2 separate regions of the Gossypium arboreum genome follow, and region 1 is linked to region 2. A link is a contact called in public Hi-C data. All regions are on one chromosome and are shown on one strand. Each heading gives the region's core, a stretch centred on a gene start, on an enhancer-like site or on the middle of the called end of the contact. The rest is flanking DNA. Distances are from core to core; before and after follow the strand shown. Region 1 holds the start of LOC108460937 (serine/arginine-rich SC35-like splicing factor SCL33). Region 2 holds the start of LOC108458472 (serine/threonine-protein phosphatase PP2A catalytic subunit).

Region 1 (2,700 bases), core at 37-2,536, 180 kb after region 2:
TGGACATAATAAAGAAACAACCCCATCACCCAAACACTCATATGAGACAGGATGAAGACACACAAGTTGACACCATCAGACACAAATACACACTGATTTACCATTTGTCAGTTACCTATAAGGATTATACTTACCCAGTATAATAATCCCGAGGCAGGTAGACGTCCTTGAGGCGACCAAATTGCCCAAAAGGTCCACGCAGATCTTCTGGCCTGCAAATGAGACATAATTAGAAATTGGCTCTACAAGAAAAGTTTGATGAGACTAAAATTTTTTACTTGTATCAAGACGATCATGTTTATTTTAAACAAAAGAACAAAGATGTACACTAGGTTTGGATTGGTGAGCAAGGAAAACAAATCACAGCATAAATGTAACACCTTTAGTTCTCCTCAAAAACCTTCGCTCTTACTTATCCCTAGAATTTATTTTAAAACAAAACCATGAGAGCATTAGGGTATTGGATTTGAGGAAATTGACAGTCTGACGCCGATAAATACGAGGGGATGGTACAAACCTGCAGTCATGGCGAAGGTTCCGAACCAGAAGACTGGTGGGAAGATCTCTACCACGACCGCCATAGCGACCCCTAGGGCTAGGGCTACGATGCCGCCTCCTTCCATAATCCCTTGGTGGCGAGGGACTGTAACTGTAACTTCTACCCCGCATCTGCAACAAACCTAAGGCATTTAATACTCACAGAATTGCTTTTAACCAAGATTAAACTGGAAAATTTTCGAGCATGGAATTCAAAGTAAAAAGAACAAAAGAGAGAAACCGGGCGATTCCATGCACAGTGCAATAAAAAACAAAAGAAACGATTAAAAGGAGCCTGAAATTACCAAAATCCTGTTTTCTCTTGAACTTAGAATCAATCCCAGTCCCAACCTAACTTTTCTCCCAATAAAATATTTCTATAAAATAGAAATTAAAAATAAAAATATCTGGGAACTACAAGGAACATAAATTACAAAATACATGCAAAAGAAAACAAAGCCTTCACCAAGAGATTTACGAAAAAAATGAAAGAAGATGATACAAAAAAAAGAAAAAGAAAAAAAAGACGTAGAATGAATTAAGAACATACAGTTACGAAATCGCAGACGAAGAAAATCCCAACCTTCTTTGATGCTTTTCTCTTTCCTTTGGCGTTTGGTTGTTAATCACGGGGTACTTTAGATTTTCACCGACCTTCTAAATTGGAACTCCAGAAGCTTCCAGTTACTTTCTGAGGCCTCTCTCCCTGCAACACAAACCGCCCACGTGTATTCAAAAAAGAAAATCAACGGTCGGACGCCATTTAAGTTAGTTTGATCGGGTCTATCATGAATCTTTGATCCAACGACAATTTAGCCGAGGCCTAAAGGCCTTTTTTTTCTAAGGCCTGCTTAAATCATGTATATAATATATATACATTTTATAATTAGGTTTAATTTGGTAGAAGAACATGCCTGATATCGAGGATGGCATTTTTTGGAATCCAATCAGATGAAGTTGGTGGGATGTATACTTACTTATTTTTATTTATATGTTTATAATTCCGTATGTTTTATAGATTCTTGATAATTAAGTCCAATTTCATATTTTTATTTTCTTTTGATCATTTCAATATTCGAACTTGATAATTAGATTTAATTTTTTTAAACTTTGATTTTGTAAAAGTATGGTAATGTAATACTTTAAAATTGTACCATGTTATCACTTAAAATTTTTTAAAAAATTATTCTTTTATTTTCAAACTATATATTTTAAAATTTTTAAGTTATGATATGACACAATCTCATGATGATAAATCACCATACTTCTACGTAATCCAAATTTAGTTACAAAGTGGACCAAAACGGTGCAAATACTAATATAAACCTAATTATCAAGTTTAGAGATAAAAAATTACATTAACTCCTTTTTTTTATAACAGTATAATAGAAGTTCATGGCCAACTAACAACAACCTAGTTTCAATGACACTCTTAGCCATTCTATTCGAGATTAGATTATCAATGAAGTTGAAAAGACTTTTGAAAATTAAGATTGAAAATTATTTTTGAAAAGATAAAATGTTTATTTTAAATATTATGTTGTAAAAAAGTGTTTAAATGATGTTTGAACTTGTTAATATTATAATTGTGGAATATATATAATCTTAAATTATACTAAAAATATTAAAATTTAATATTAAATAATTAATATCATGGAATATATCAAATCAAATTATAATAAAAAATTACAATTGATTTCAATGTGAAATATTCTTATTTCCACATTTATTATTATTGTTGTGTTATGGTATGTTATTATTATGTTGATATTAATAAATATTTAATTTCAAATACAGTTCAAACACAATAAAATAATGAATAAAGTACACTAATTATCACTAAACTTTGATTAAATTTATATTTTAGTTACTCAACTTTCAAAATTTACAAAGTTGTAATTAATATTATTAAGAAATGACTTGCGTGTCTTTTGTATTTATTTTATTTCCATCTTTTTTTTTCTTTTCCCTTTTTTCCTTCTTCATCCTGTTCTTCCCCAAATGAAACCTTAGTCATCGCCTCTCGTTGGCTGTTGGAACCAAAACTTAACATGTCTGGTTTCTAAACAAATCCTTTTGCTAAGCCTCAATCTTTGTTTCTCATATGGATGAGGGCACTAATTAAAGAGACTAAACCAAAAACGAAATTGAAAATTGTTAATT
Region 2 (2,700 bases), core at 110-2,609:
TATCGCTCAGTGTATAATTTGTTTTCCGCATACAAGTGTAGGTACATCCCAAGGTCCCGAAAAGTGATTTTAGCATCCAGCCAGAAATCCCTGACTCATCAATGTTTGTAAAATATCTTTTGTTCGTTATATGTCATATACCTATCCTGAGTCGGTTTGTGTATTATATGATCAAGTCACATTAGGAGTTAGAATGATGAATTAGAAATGGTTAAATGGTTGGATTGTATTGATGAACTAGGCAATTAAATGCTTTGTATGAGAAGATGAAATACTTGTGTTCATACTCAATTGTATATGTCCATTTGGTAATGTTTTGAAGTTCATGATTATCAAATATGAACTTGAATGATTATAAATTACAAATGATCATGTTAATAATGAAACATGTTGGAAATGTATGTTTGAAATGACATTTTGGTTGAAATGAAAATTAGTATTGATGGAAATGAATGATTAGGTGAAACAGGTTGGTGCCATTTTGGCCATTTTTAAAGTAGACGGTCACGTCGTGACGTAGAGCATTTATTATCGCGATGAGATCAAGTCAGTATGTTGCGTCGCGAAGAGGTACCCTGAAGTTGCAACATCAACCTGAAATTTTGAAAATATTACAATTTGATTCTATTCGATATCGGGTTAACAATAAAGCTTTCAAAAGCTCGTATAAGATTCAAAAATGATTACGTATTGTATTATACATATGTTTTACTTATATTTGAATCTTTAATTATTTTAAATCAAATATCATTTTATCGTAGTTACTCTGGTAACGAATGTGGCACCTTGTAACTTGGACCCGATGATTGGGTCAAGTATCGAGGTGTTACAATCACAAAATATATACAAATACTCAAAGAAAACTCATATAAACATGTTTAAAATGGAAAACACTAAGGGACTTGTGAGGAGAAGCATAAAATTCATTAATGTGCCAAGATACCAAGAGATAAAAAAAAATATGGCATATTAGAAATTTTGGTAAAGTCCTAGAAATTTTTGAGTAACTTTAGAAATTTCAATAATTTATTAGAAATTTTGGTAACGACTTAGAAGTTTTTGTAAATCCTTAAAAATTTTGGAATTTCCTTGTAAATTTTGGTAACCAAAATTTGAATTTATACAAAATTAATTTCCAACCCTAAATAATTTTAATTACAAAGTAAATTTATTATTATATATTATTTTTCATGTCATCTTATTTTAATGCATTAAGAAAATATATTTAAATATGTGATATAAACCAAATTCCATTACCAATCTGGATAAAATAAGAACTTAGATACTAATTTGAAAATTGGAACAAAATATAGATACTAAAAATATAATATCCCTTTATACTTTTCTTTTCCCGTTAGCATTTGAAGGGAGCTTAAGAAAATCTCATTCTGAGGAGCGCTCCCCGGAACGTGTGGTGAAGTGGCTTTATAACAGTTTAGTAGTGTGACGTGGCTTTATAACACTCACACTGTTCACGCTCCACTCTCTGTGTCAGTTCACGCGCCCTTACATTTCATTTCGTCTTCGTGATAGAAGCAAGAGAGCCAGGAAAAGAGTGAAAAGGAGATAAAAAAAGAAAGTTAAAACAAAAAGAAAAAAGAAAATTCTCAATCCAAAATAGGGTTAGGGTTATCCCTGATCCGGATAACGATTTCCACGCTCGAGTCTTCCAACTGAAAAATTAAACATGGGCGCCAATTCGTCACCAACAGACTTGACCACCGATCTCGATGAGCAGATCTCGCAGCTCATGCAGTGTAAGCCACTTTCGGAGCAGCAGGTACCTTAAATTTTTCTCTATCTGTTTGTTTCCAAGAAAGTGCCAAAATTTACCAGGAATTAATCCAATAATATATTTTTTAAAATTTGTGAATAATCGATTAGGCTCTGATTTGTGAATAGTGTTTATTGCAATATTTACAGCTAATTCTCTCTTTTTTTTTTCTGTTTAAATTTCAATTCAGAGTTATGAACAAAAACTGCAGCTTCTTTTTCTTCTTCTTTAAAGCAGGGAAAGAAAATGATTTATTTTTATTTGATATAGGTAATTTCAACATAACTCGGGGTATTTGCTCGGAATAAGTGTTGTGGGTTTAAATTTTAAACTTGTTGCTCCTGGAGTTTTCTTTGTTTCATCTTATTTGTGTTGTTTTAATTTGGGTCAATGGAAGCTTGTCTTTGTCTGTCTTGTGTTGTGGAATATAACTTTTAATAACTATTTTTTTCTCATAATGTATTGTTTAGGTCAGAGCATTATGTGATAAGGCAAAGGAAATACTGATGAAAGAAAGCAATGTCCAGGTTTATTATCTTAGTCTGGCTTGTGTTTCAGGCATCTATGTCTATATTTGTTTATTTATTGGCGTATTTTGGAGATGTTGAGATTGCTCCTCCGTAAACTGGGAAAGCATTGATTTTTGTTTTAACAGCCTGTGAGAAGCCCGGTGACAATTTGTGGTGACATCCATGGGCAGTTTCATGATCTTGCAGAACTTTTTCGAATTGGAGGGAAGGTACTTGTTCTGACTTTGACTGTTGATTTTTGTATTCAGTTCTGTTTCAGCGGGGAATGTGTAAAATAATTAGTTCAGACCTCAATGTTTTGAAGTTGGAGCTCTCCAGAGGTATCTTGATTGATCATATTTGTAATGCGAATATTTTTAATTTATGCTCTTTTGCATGCATTGACATGTGAACTTT

The links. A called contact is a pair of places that touch in the nucleus more often than the background predicts.
Region 1: a contact with region 2 is called in a Hi-C map of leaf, with 1.6 times the contacts expected there. The contact joins the promoter of LOC108460937 here to the promoter of LOC108458472 in region 2. A contact is called at or near these places in 2 of 5 Hi-C or Micro-C datasets (both in leaf).

What each region holds. Positions count from the first base shown.
Region 1 is chr4:37,559,155-37,561,854 of ASM2569848v2, forward strand. It overlaps LOC108460937 (serine/arginine-rich SC35-like splicing factor SCL33), which reads right to left and starts at 1,287. Exons shown (of 6, transcript XM_053027144.1): 1 at 1,088-1,287; 2 at 518-680; 3 at 135-212. The coding sequence starts at 669.
Region 2 is chr4:37,381,781-37,384,480 of ASM2569848v2, forward strand. LOC108458472 (serine/threonine-protein phosphatase PP2A catalytic subunit) reads left to right here and starts at 1,360. Exons shown (of 12, transcript XM_053027143.1): 1 at 1,360-1,780; 2 at 1,965-2,044; 3 at 2,245-2,301; 4 at 2,430-2,513. The coding sequence starts at 2,281.